2 separate regions of the Mus musculus genome follow, and region 1 is linked to region 2. The links are chromatin contacts, called in public promoter capture Hi-C maps. All regions are on one chromosome and are shown on one strand. The core of a region is the stretch at or near the end of the contact, and the rest is flanking DNA. Distances in the headings are between cores, read along the strand shown. Region 1 overlaps Carmil1 (capping protein regulator and myosin 1 linker 1). Region 2 holds the start of Slc17a2 (solute carrier family 17 (sodium phosphate), member 2).

Region 1 (7,012 bases), core at 178-2,677, 430 kb before region 2:
CTGTACTTTTTAAAAGATGCCAACCCATTGAGCATATGCACCAGCCAGCTGTAGATGGGCATTTGAATTGTGGCCTCCTCATGGCTATTGTTACATTATTATTATTATTGTTATTATTATTGTTATTATTTTAAAGATAGGGTGATCTGTAGCTCAGGTTGACTCAGAACTCCCTCTGAACATCTGCTTTTCCTGTCTGTCTCTACCTCATGAGAGCCGAGGTTACAGTCAAGCGTCACCATGCCCAGTTTCTGTAGTGCTAAGGATTGAACATAAGACTTTGTGCTAAGTGTGTATTCTACTAAGTGAGCCACAGCCTCAGCCATGAGTAACTTTCTGATGAAGCTGGCTTAGAATTTGAAACAGGAAATGGATTCAGCTCAGAGCTGACCCTAAAGGATGTCACAGTGTCTCTGAGGAGAAAGCAGGTAAATCAACTATTATTTGGTTTCCCGTAAGAGCTATGGTGGGGATGAGTGGGGATTGGTAGGTGACCTCAACTCCGTTCTCCAAACTAGGTCTTGAAGGGACATGGGAGTATGTTAGACAGTCATGGAAGAGTCTGGGAGGGCTCTGGATCTGTAGGAAGATGGACTCCATTCTAGAATTCAAGTAGTTAGGAAGTGGAGGGAGAAGATATAGGTAGAAGACTGGGAAACAAGCAGGGGAGCGCGGAGGAACGAAGGGTTCAGGCGCATAAGCTGAAGAGAAGAGAGCTTTCCTTGACGTCTACGAGAGAGCCATGGGAGGCTTTAGAGCAGCCACTGGGGAGAGTGACAATGGTTTTGAGAGGAGTTTTGCCAAAGGGAGGGCACTACAGAGTGCTGCTGAGGATGGCTTTTGCTCTCTTTTGCTCTCTTCCTCTCTGACACTTCCTCTCATCTTTTTTGTTTCAAGGGTCCTAGGCTGGCTTTGAACTCCTGGTCCTCCTGTCTCTGCCTCCTATGTCCCACCCATCCATCAGTTATTCATCGCTTTATACAAGTTTCTGGGATGAGCAGCTGTGGAAGAGGCCTTCTCTCAGCCAGCAGAGAAGGGAACACATTGTCTCAGTTACCAGGTTCCTCTGAGCCTCATTTGAATATGCTCAGTTTGCTCTTGGATATCTATGATACCAGTTCACAGACCCTATCTGGTTGGAGGATAGCCACAGAGATATGAATATTTGCCAACATGAGGCACGAGCATTTGTTTTGTGAGAAGATTCACATGTTGCCCCGAGCTGTTCAGTCTGGAAGGATTTGTGCCATGTCATCTGCTGTGAAGGTTGATAGTTAAGTGCCTTAAAAATGTGGGGAAAGAGGACCCACTTCCAGATTCGAAGGCTCTGCTTCAGGACTGTTGCTAAGTGGTGTTCTCCCTACCACAGCTCTCATTTGCTATTGTTTTGATATGCTGGGAAGATAACTTATCTTAAAGAGACTGACTGAAATAGCCTGCCAGTTTGCATGATTACATAAGCTTGAAGTTTGCAGTAACTGTCCATATGCCTGTATTATACAGTTCATTCATTTACTTACCTACTCATGAATATAATGGAGATGTATTCAGCTACCATGTAGGCAGCAAGAGAGACAGATAGGTGACCAGATCTTAGTCTCTTTTATGTTGTTGTAATAAAACACCCAAGGTTGAGTGCTTGATAAAGGAAGAAAGGTTTATTTAGCTCAGTTTTAGAGGGTGGAAACCTCTGTGGAGGACTTCTTGGCTGGTGGTATCTTAGAGAGGGATCGGTGAGAGAGCAAAATTAGAGATTCAAGGGCCTGCTGCTGGCCCTTTTGTATAGCACTTTGTTCTGGAGAGCTAGCTAACTGGGATCCCAGAGGGAGGAGAACTATGTTCATCATTTGCAAGAACATCACCACCAGAGAACTAAGGACTACCCATTGGGTGCCGTTAGGTACACATCTTCAAGGTTCCTCATCTCCACACTGAGAATCAGGCTTCTGGCTTGCAGGGCTTAGTGGGACAGGTCACCTCAAATCTGCCCCCCCCCCCCCCCCCCCCGCAAAACCACAGCACTGGTACACACATGCTGCAGTGGTAAGGGCTAAAACCCACCCCAAAGTACATGTTTGGAATGGGATGAGGAATGTGTAGAGCAACCAGATGTATGGTACCTTGCCTGGTGTTTGACAGGAAGCTGGGCATCCACACTCAGGTCTTCATGCTTGCATGGCAAGCAGTTTACTGGGGGGACCATGCCCTCATATTCTCAGCCTTATTAATTGCTACTAATTTTTGTTTTGTGTTTGGAGACAAGATCTTAAACTCCTGATTTTACTGCTCCCACCTCCCTTGTGCTAGATAGAATTGTAAATGTGAACCATCATGCCCGGCTTGGAGTTAGCTTTTAAAATCTATTTTCGTTATTATTACTTGTATGTGTGTGTGCTCACATCAGTTTTTGTGCACCTCGCGCGTACTGGAGCCCATGGAAGCCAGAAGGAGATATCAATTGGTTCCCCTGGGACTGGAGTTACAGATGGTTGTGAGCTTCCATGAGGGTGCTGTGAACAGAAACTGGGATCTTCTGCCAGAGCAGTATAAGCTCACTCTTAACCCTCCAGCCCTTAGAGCTTAGTTTCAAATCGAGACAATAACTGGATGTGGTGGAACATGTGTATAATCCCAGCATCTGAAAGTTGGAGGCAGGAGGATCAAGAATTCAAGGTCATCTTCTACCACCAGATGAACTTGGGTCAGCCTGGGGTATATGATACTGAGAGAGAGTGGGGAGAGAAGAAAGGAGGAGGGAGGGAGAGACAGGGTATGCAAATGATTAAGAATGAGAATGAGGCATCAAGGGTCAGTGGGACAGTGCTGAGAACCAGGAACATTGGCTTTGTCTGCGGAGAATCCAGAGGGACCCAGTGATGACTGGGCCCTGGTACCGTGCAAAGCTGAGTGGGTAATGAAGCAGCAGAGGTAGCAGTGACCTTCTGAGCAGGTCAGATTAAAATTCAAGGATCACCTTGACTTTGCAGTAGGAATTTTACAATAGAAGAACCAGAGACATATTACCCCTATTTTGTATTTAGTGGTTTTTCCAGACAATAAGCTTCCATTGATTTCTCTGGCTCCCATCCAGCTGCCACTGCTGTGTGCAAGCATACACTAGATGCACATTTTGTTATCTGCAAAAGGAGAGCATATGGGCTTTCACAGCCGGTCATAGTTTCATTTATTACTCTATTTAAGATGACGTCCTAGAGAAAACAGAATGTCCTGGCAACTGGCATAACAGGCTGTCATAAACATGATCCCTGTCCACTGTGTGGTCCTCCGAGTGCTTCCTACACTTCCGGAATCTGGTGTCTTGGGATTGACAGTCAGTCACAGAGCTAATCTGGTTCTTGGCAGATTTGTATTAATGATGATAAAAAGACTTGTAACTTTTGGCCTCTTGAGTTGCTGTTTAAATGGGGTTCATATATTTTAATTGTTGTGACATTTTGTGTGATTATGAAATGCTGGGACTCAGGTGGGAGGATCTGGAGGTAGTGAGTACTCAGATATGGTTTATGCTTGATTTGGGGCCTTTTAAGTTATTTCATTTAATTGCTATTTTGGGGCAATTGAAGAAGAAACAGCTACTAAAGGTAGCTCCTGTCATCACTGCAGCCATCCTTACCGTCACCACCACCCTTGTCATTAATCAGAGATTCCTGGCCCAGCCCATACTAGTAATTTTTACAGTGTTAAGGATGGAAGCCATGGACCAGTCCCTGCCAGGCAAATGACCTACCATTAGGTTCTTTCCCAGTCTGTGATCCCAGCTCTTGGCAAGTAGAGGGTCAGGAGTTCAAGGCCAGCTTAGGCTGTGTAGTAAGGCTTTGAGGCCAACCTGGGCCATGTGAGATCTTTAACATAATGATCAAGAGATGACACACCTAGAAGTTCCTGCATCCAGCTCCTTGCCTCTGTAGGTTTCTCATCTGTGGGTGTGACCAACCATAGGTCAAAAATATGAAAACTGTATCTTTTATGACAGTGCATACACTTTTTTTCTTATCATTATCCCCAAAATACTGTAGTTTAACTAGGCCCATCTACACTATGGATTTCTATTGCGTCTCATGATGATAACGTGTGCCATTTATACCATGCTAATATTATAAGAGACCTAGAGAGGCTTTGAGGTATGTGAAGGGACAGGTTAAAATTATATGAGATGAGGGAGGGTCTTGAGATTTTGTCTCTGAATCAATCCTCTACACACCAAGCCATAACCCTTCCCTTCATGAAGACTGAGGGTAAGGAGATACTGCTGCTATGCAGACTGAGTGTGAGTGAAAACCCACGTCAGTGGGTTTCCTAGGGAACCCTGGGGGAAGCTCAATGAGAGGATTTGACATAGGCCCGGTTTCACACGTGTGCTTGCGAGAGGCCCGAGGACTAGCAGGACCATTCCAGAAAAAAACAACAGAAGAACAAAGGGATTTGATTATGTTTTTAGTCATAACAAAATGCAGATTTCTTCTTGTGCCAGACAGATTGTTTTCAAAGATTCACAGACTCTCAGTTGCTGTTCTATGTGGTTTGAGCACGTGTGCATTTGTGTTTGTGTGTGTGTATGTGGGCTCATGAGGAGTGTGCAGGTATGTATGCCCCCGTGTATGTATGGATGTAAGGCTCAAAGTCTTAACTTGGTCATTCTCTACTTTATTAATTGAGGCACAATCTCTTGCTGAACCCAGAGCTTGCCAATTCCAGTTAGTCTAGCCAGCCAGCTTACCTTGGTGGTCTTAGCAACTTGGAGAGAAAAAGCTTAATTTCAGTTTATAGCTTATAGTCTACCATCCAGAGAAGTCAGGGCAGGAGAGGCCATGGAGAAACACTGCTTCCTGGCTTGTTCTTCCTGGCTTGGTCAGATTGCTTTCTAATAGCACCCATGATCACCACTAGCTCAAGGATGGAACTGACCACAATGAGCTGGGCCCTCACACATTGATCATCAGTCACGAAAAGGCACCATACGCTTGCCCACAGGCCAGTTGGTGGGAACATTTTTTTTTTTTTCAGTTGAGGTTTCCCTCTTTCAAAATGATTCTAGTTTGTGTCAAGTTGACATAAAACTAGTCAGCACACCCAGGGCTTCCCCTCTCTCTGCTGCCTGAGAGCTGGGATTGTGGGTCAGACACACCTGCTTCACTTTCCCTTGCGTTGAAGAATCCCGACTCAGGTCTTCACTCCTGTGTCATACGAGCGAGCGCTTTATCCTATGAGGATAAAAGAGGGGCAGGGTACCCCTCCCCCACCAGCTGCTCTGCAGGCCTGATGCTTGAAAGGGTGTTTTCTCCATATGGGAGAGTTCCTCATAGCATCATTCTCTAGACAGACATTCTTTGTTAAGTTTGTTAATAATGAACCTGTGAGAAGCATGTAATCCTGTTCAGTACTGAGGACTCATGGCTAATAAAAGCTATTTGCATATACTAAGGAGCATGCAGGTGGCCTAAGACCAGAAAGTAGGAGTCAATGAAGTAGCAGAAAAACAGAGCTTCCCTCTGTGGTTCAGTGAACACCCTTGGAATGCCCCATGATGGGGTCAGACCTTTTTATTGTTATTAGGAAAAGGAAGATAAGATAAAGAGGAATCCAGCTTGACCTGTATAGCCATCTAGGACATAGCTACCATTTTGTTTGCTGGGTGACTTTGGCATGACTTCTAAATCCTATGGAATAGACAGAATTCTTAGGGTACACAGCCAAGGGACTGGGAAAATGGCTCAGTGAATGAAGTGCTCGCCGTGTAAGCATGGAGACCTAGGATTGGATCCTAGGCATCCAAGTAAAAAGATACACTCAGTGATGTTCATCTGTCAGCTCAGTGCAGAGGGAGAGGAGAGGAGAGGAGAGGAGAGGAAAGGAGAGGAGAGGAGAGGAGAGGAGAGGGAAATCAAGTTGAGGCCAAGTGTTTTATGCCACGCCCAGACTATTTCTTCTTAATGTTGGGTTCTTAATAGCTTGTGTTTATTTTTCATGATGGAGATTCAACTTGGGTCTATCTATACACCAAGAAAATGTTCTGTCATGGACTTACAAAGCTTTCCTACTTTGTTAATGTTATTTGAGAAATCTGGTACATCTTGGCTAATGGCCGTCTAATGTCTGTCTACCTTAACATGTAGTTCCCTTTGTTCTGTCTTGGGGTGTTTGGATCCTCATGCCTTGCTATCTCTCAAGGCGTGCTTCTTTGCATCAGTCTCTTATTGTCCCCTGTGTGATTCTGAACATTCCTCCTCTCTGGTCTTGTGGTACCTTCTACCACAGTGAGCAGTCCTGATGCCACATCTGCCACTTCTCTTTGATACCTTCTGCTTTTGTGTCTAGTTTTCCATACACTGGAGTTTCTACAAAACAGGCCTTGGACAAAGGATGCCAGTGCTGTATGGGTGGAGTGCTGTGAGTGGGAGGAGGTTGGTGAGGATGCTGCAGGTTAGCAGGGTTCTGAATGTAATCTTTCTGTTAATGGTGGTTCTGCAGCTCGGAAGTGGGGAAAGAGAGAAAGAGACACAGGGATGGATGACTCTCAGGGTATTTGAGAGGGCTTCACTGTATAGTCTGGGCTGGACTAGAGCTCAGGATGGTCCTCTAGCTCTGCCTCACAAGTGCTGTGATGACAACTGCCGTCCGCCAAGCCCAGCGATTCTCAGTTTTCGATCATATGTGATTATGACTTGTGTTGAGATGGAGAGAGGAACAGATTCGGGGAGGAGGAAGAAAGCTAAGCATCTGAGACTTTTAAGTGGGAAATAGATATCACTCAGGCATAGATGTCACTTAATACTCTGGAGCTCGGGGTACAGATCCCTTCCCACCTTCCAGATCTGTAGCTTTCATGAGTAGCTGTGTATGCACATACCTCGCATGCATGTGCACGGACTCCACACACTTTTGAAGGGAACTTGTCTTGACTGCTGAGACCACAGGATCCTTGTGTGGTTTTGGCTTCCTCAGATGCAGAGACGGCACTGCGATTTTGTGTCCATGATTCCATAGCCCTAGT
Region 2 (6,403 bases), core at 3,674-6,173:
TTGCACGGAAGCAGTCCATCTCATCTAGTACATTCATTTCTCACAGAGCTTGTGAGATTTGACATGACAGCTGCCTTTCAGAGACAACACTTCCAAGTCTGAAGATTCTCCTTCAAACTGTCACAGAAATAATATTCTTCTCCCTTTCTGTTCTGAACATGCCTGTTTTCTTCTCCTCCTTTTTATTTTGTGGCTCAAACTAGTCTGGAACTCCTAGGATCAATTGATGCTCCTACTTCTGCCTCTTGACCATCTGGGACTGCAGGTGTTCGCCACCAGGCCCAGCTGACAGCTGATACCTCACAATGCTATGAGTGCTTCATTGACTTCCCCCACCCCTGTGTATTACTAGACCCTTCCTCCATGGTTTTTCAGCTTTTCAAACAAATATGGAAAAAAAATTTTGCTAAACTTATAGGTAAAATGATACAAAATAGTATTCAACGGAGTTGCAATACACATGCATGTGTCTATGCATTCATTGTATTAGTATAATGTATGTATAATGTATGATAGTCTATATCTATTCCCAATGAAATAAAGCAATGGGTTAGTATTAGAAGGATTTCCATGTGACTGACGGGTTAGGCCTTTTTCTCCTGCATATTTGGAAGACTATGACTTGTGAGACATAAACTGGATCTGTGAAGAAAAATAAAAATAAATGGAAGAAATCTCCAAGTAGCCTCACAGGTAGAACTAGCTGCCTGCAAATGAATTATTTTGATATCAATTTAAGTTGCCAAGCTCAGAGGAAGTGGCTAGACATTTGGCAAATGTGTCCCACAGGGATCTGTAAAACAGCTAAGCTGGCTGTTTGCTTTTAAATCACTTGTTCAAAACCCATTGCATTCCTTGGCTATAGTATTTATTGATCATTTGGTTCAATTTCTGCAAGATTAATCCATGGTGTCTCCTAACAATAAAAAGCAAGTGACATCTTGGGATTGAGGTTGGGTCTGATGTTATACTAACAGCATCCAGGAGTACAATATAAAGGCAGGAAGAGGACAGCTGTCATGAATGAAGTATCTAGGGCCAAGCCCTGAGTTTTTTCTAACTACCTGCAAACAAGGACAGCATCTTACCTTTCCTGGTGGTAGGCTTCTCATCCATTTTGTTTCTCTGGTGAGTGATGTGCACTTTGTGGCAGGTTTTCCCTCTGCCCCAAATCACGTTCACCACGACAGGCTTTGACCTATGAGAAGAATATCATGTAAGAATGACAAACAGCGCCGGGCGTGGTGGTGCATGCCTTTAATCTCAGCACTCGGGAGGCAGAGGCAAGCGAATTTCTGAGTTCGAGACCAGCCTGGTGTACAAAGTGAGTTCCAGGACAGCCCGGGCTACACAGAGGAACCTTGTCTCAAAAAACCAAAAACAAAAACAAAAAAAGAATGACATACAGCTTTCTCCTGCCCGTGCTGCCTCTAGAGATCAGAAAGCATTTGCTGTTGGCTTGTTTGTTCTTCTTCATGACGTCCACATTCTGGGTCTTATACATTCTGACTATGCTTTCAGTGGACTGAGTTTTTAGGAGGAACTCTAAACTTTAGAGCAAATTCCCTAACCATCCAGTAGTGCTATGAAACTGAACGAATGACTGAGCAAAGGCTTTATCAAATCACAGAGAACCATTCAATGCTAGGAAGTACCATTATTTAGAGCAGACCAAAAAGTAGAACAGTCAAGCTCACGAGCTGAAGAAGATCATTCTAGAGCAGCCTCTGGGCAAGCACAGTGTTTGGTGGCATCTTCTTTGAAGATGCTACATGACCTTCACGCACGGTGATGCTCAGTGGTAATGGTCAACTTGATAGAATCTAGAATCACCTGGGAGGTAGGCCTATGGGTTCCCTAGTGTGAGACTAAGTTGATTATGTTAGTTAACTGAGCTGAGAATCAGCCAATCATCATTCCCTAGCAGGGGACCCTGAACTTCATAAGAGTGGGAAAAGTGTTGAGCATGCATTAGTCACTTCTGACTGAGGACAGATGGAATATGAGCAGCTGATTCAAACTCCTGAAGCCTTGACCTCTCGTTAGAATATTTTTTTTTTTACTACTCATAGAATGAGCATTTTATTGAGCTGACAATATCTTTAAAACACTTATAAAATTATACTGAATGGAGGTTTCTGCTGTAATCGTAAATTAATTTAGCGACTTTAAAAAGCAAATACAATTTATGGCTCCAAATGTGGACATGTGTAATTCAGTGTTTGCATCTCTTTGGGAGGGATATATACATTTGCTTCCTTTAGGGAAGAACACACCTTCTAAGAATCTTACAAATTATATCCATTTGAGACTGTATCTTCAACAACTGTTAAAAACACCTGTATCATATTTATATTTCATAATCGGGATCTTATACTCTCTGAAATCAGATTTAAAGAGATATTCTCACCCTCTTAAATGACCTTAGGACAGAAGGCCATCATGGAAGATATATATCTATTGTAATGCGTGCATATGTGAAGGTGCTTGTGGAAGCCAGAGGTCAGACTCACATATCATTTTTCAAGAGTTGTCCATCTTGTTTGTTGAATTAGTGTGTGTCACCAAGACCTGGGTTTTGCAGATTCGGCTGGGCTGCCTGGTCAGGAAGTCTCAGGGGTCCCTGTGCCTACTTCCCTACCACTAGGAAAACAAACACATGCCACCAAACTTTTGTTTTGTTTGTAGGTGCTGAGTTTTGAACCTATGTCTCTTGCTTGTGTAGCAAACACTTTACCAATTGAGCTATCTTCCCAGTCCAAATATATCCTTAAAGATAGCTAAGACATAGGAGCCAAATTAGTTAATAAATAACTATTAGACATCTAAGTTTTGAGATATTCTTGGGTGTTTATATATACAATAGCTAGCTTCATTTTGAAATATTCTAAGTTTTAATCATTTATTCCCCCAGGAAATTTAATGATAAACGTATAAGTTGGACTTTGATTTGAATATTAAAGAAAAGATGTGTCCCAATCACTTTGCCTCTGAGTTACATTCCACCACCACTGGGCAGAGAGCGGTGTAGGGGTGTGAAAGTGTGTGTGAGGGGGCAGGGGAGTCACACAGCTTCTACTGTGTTCAAGTATTTGAATTCTGTCTTAAATAGCCTTCCATTGTTTTGTTGTTGATGGCTTCTCCTTTTCCTAAGTATAAAAATTGGCCATTCCAAACTTTAGTCTTTCCATAATGAGATAATGAAAACCATGTTTCAAAACAGCCACCAGGGCTCATGAAATCACAAGCCATTAGAGTCACTGAAGACAGTACACTCATTGTAACTGTAAACCATCAAGACCATGGAAAATTTCAAAGACCTTCCCATTCAGGGAAGCAGACCTAGAAACACAGCTCAGGTATAGCCTCACACAGTACAGATTAAGTCGAACTTAATTTATATTTAAAAAAGGGTTGGGACAATATAGATTGTATTGGAGAAAAAGGGAACACAGACATTATGCTTAGGCATAAGGCACACGGAATAGGTTTTATTTGAGGGGAATGGTGATACAGACAGAGTTGCATAAGGGGCTTCATTCTATTCTTAGTCTAGAACTCATTACTTTATGCAATAATGTTTCTAATACTCTTTGATTTCCCCTAACAACCTGCTTATCTTGCATAATTTTGCCAGCCCAGCCTCCTGATTTAAACAAAGCAAATGTTGCATATTGTTCAAATATCAGGAGCCAGAAGTTCAGAGTCTCAATTTCCACTCTGTACAAACCATAGCAAGTTTCATAAACTCTTAGCGCCTTAATTGTTTCAGAGGAAAAGAGAGGACAATATTACTTCATGGGACTGTTTGCATGAGGAGAAGTCCGAGGTGCGCTCCTCCAAGGAGTTCTACATTGTCAAATGTCACTGCCATTAACAGCAGCAGTGACAGCCACCATGCCCCCACTCACTCCATGTTAGAACTTCTCAGATTCATGAGCAAATGCAGGCACAGAGCAAATAAAAATATTTTAATAAAATGTTCTGTTTTAAACTTCTATTTTAAAGTGTGTTCTGCCTTGGACGAGAAAGCGCTCATCTCGCCACAGACTGAAAAGAACATGAGGGTAAAAATATCCCTTGAGTGCTAGGCAACTCATTACCTCTCTACTTTTCTGAGGAACTGAGAGGTCCCTCAACCAATGTATTTATAAGTTAAATCACAGTCTAAAAAAATGTTTAAAGACCCCAAGGGGAAAATTCTTGACAGAGTTATGCCAAAAAGCCAATTGCACAGGTGTAGCTTTCTGCAATTCCGCTAGGACAAGAGAGAAACCCATCCTCACTAAATCCTGTCCTCTATGGCTACCAGTCATTACAGGCACCTACCATGGTCTCCTCTTAACTGTACAAAGGCAGAAAGCCTTCCAGAAATAGTCAGTTGTCTTGATTTTCATCTTAATCTGGCTTCTGCCAGTCTCCTCATCTTGAGAGGCAAGATCGAGTATATTGAAACTGGAAAAGACTCATTAAGCCCATTCACGAAGCTCAACCTTGTCTGTTCTGGTTCAGTGTTTCATCCAAAGCCAGTTGTACACATCTACATACCACAGCCAATACTCACCGATAGTGTGATACTCCTCCGGCTAGTGACCACGATCCACAGTGGCCCTTGACACCAGTGGCCTCGCAAACCTTAGAGTCTTGATTGGATTGTTATTTTGTAAGAAAGCCTCTTCTCCAGAGCCAGACACCATTCCCAATGGAGGTCCTCACACAGCAGTTGGTGTGTTTTTGAGTTCTCTTAACATTACTTCCTCCCTTGAAGGCATCTCTGATAGCTTCATAATTAACATCCTATTTACAAGAAGAAAAACACTTACCATCACCATTAAAGTAGTATTTAAAGCTCTAGACTAGAAAGCTACCTTGAAAAAAGGTGTTCCTGTATCTTCCTCTCTTTGCAGAGAAACGTAATGAGTCACGTGGGAACAAACACCGCCAGGTTTGACCCTGTGCTCTTGGGACAGAGAATCTGCATTTGGCGTGGCTGCTTAATTTTTAACTTCACTTTCAAGTTCTCACCGACCTAGTGAGTATCTCAACGGTGTCACTATGTTTTTCTGCTTTGAACTATGCACACAGACATTCAGTCAACAAGCCACTTCGCTGAAAGTGGAAAGAGGTGTGGAATGCAAGCAGCAGTGGGGCTCCTTAGCCTGAATCTCTGAAGTCATCCCCACCTTTGCTCCTAGAGCTTTCTTCGTCTGCAGACAAAGCACCCCGCCTGCTAGAACTGGCTTCTACATGAAGAAACAGGGTTGAAATGGGCGCAATGCCCAGAGATTGATGGGACGAATGAAATGACGTCTATCTGCTAACATCTATATGCCTGAACGAGATGGTCCTGCAGAGGGATCCAGTCAATCAGCTAGACTGCCTTCCGTCCTCTGGTGTCCACAGTGAACAGATGTGAACTGTGACTGAGAATTCCCCTGTTCCCGACCTCCATTTTCTCTGGGTCCTCCTGATGTGGTTTTGCTTGACTCCTGACTCTTGGGTTTGTTTTGTGGCTTTTAGGTTTTGGAATGTGGCTGGTGATAGATCTTTCTAGTTAGTCTCTTGGCCTTCTTAAAACAAGGTGAAGACCTGCCTTCTCTGCGTTTCAGCACCAGCTGAGCCTCTGACCCCAGTCCTATCATCATGGTCCCCCAAAGAGCCTATACTGCCCAGCTCCTTAGCCAGTCTTACTGGTCCCTACTCATTTTCTTTTTATTATTATTATTTAAAAAATCCAAACTATATTAGTTTTCTTATTTTTATTTATGTGTCTGTTTGTGTGATTGTATGGCATGCATGTGGGTACCTAAGGAGCCCCCCAAACCCTGGAACTGGAGTTACAGGTACCTGTGACTCCTCTCTTGAGAAGGTTCAGGAAACTAACCTCAGTACTCCAGAACAGAATGCCCTTTAAACCACTGAGCCATCTATTGTGTGACATTTTCTGGGGGAGACATGAACAAAAAGCTGTTCACTCAGATTGGGAACACGTGATTGGCCAAAGTAAGGATACCATCAAAATACAACATGGAAAACCCCTGAGTTTTATTTCGGTTACCTACAAGGAGTAGAGGTTAGGGGTTGCTTATAAGAGCTGCAACTCCAAAAGCCAAGCCCAGGATGGGTGACAGCGCAGAGAATTCAGAAACCTGGAGAGTACTACACAGATACCTAAGCTTCCCTGAGCCTCTTTTAGGCTGCTTAGCTTGTCTCTATATATTTATACTTAGACTGGATGGGGCCTAATGTGTCTGATAAATTTCAGGGATTTCCTGAAACCTTTGAATTGTTTAAGAAGGCTCCCTGCAGTATGTAATGTTTTACCTCTCTTGGAACATCTTGTGTCTTAAGGAACTTCCCTCAAGATGAATGTTCATCTGGCAGGACATTGCCATGCAACACC

The links. Promoter capture Hi-C pulls out the DNA fragments that hold promoters and counts their contacts.
Region 1: a contact with region 2 is called in a promoter capture Hi-C map of hippocampal neurons, with 2.6 times the contacts expected there. The contact joins the enhancer-like site here to the promoter of Slc17a2 in region 2. A contact is called at or near these places in 15 of 39 promoter capture datasets (the 3T3-L1 cell line, the C10 cell line, the HPC-7 cell line and 8 more), 2 of 115 datasets of contacts at active chromatin or transcription factors (the NIH/3T3 cell line and embryonic stem cells) and 2 of 9 other capture datasets (adipose tissue and macrophages).

What each region holds. Positions count from the first base shown.
Region 1 is chr13:24,233,101-24,240,112 of GRCm38.p6, reverse strand. All of the region lies in intron 2 of Carmil1 (capping protein regulator and myosin 1 linker 1), which reads left to right. Among named protein-coding and RNA genes, the nearest start is that of Carmil1, 44 kb to the left of the region's middle. Within about 2 kb of position 1,427, at least 11 of the 459 cell types and tissues checked have an H3K27ac peak or open chromatin away from gene starts, as enhancers often do. A contact at or near this core is called in hippocampal neurons, where this site is marked.
Region 2 is chr13:23,805,513-23,811,915 of GRCm38.p6, reverse strand. Slc17a2 (solute carrier family 17 (sodium phosphate), member 2) reads right to left here and starts at 4,923. Exons shown (of 12, transcript NM_001377113.1): 1 at 4,565-4,923; 2 at 1,089-1,198. The coding sequence starts at 1,116.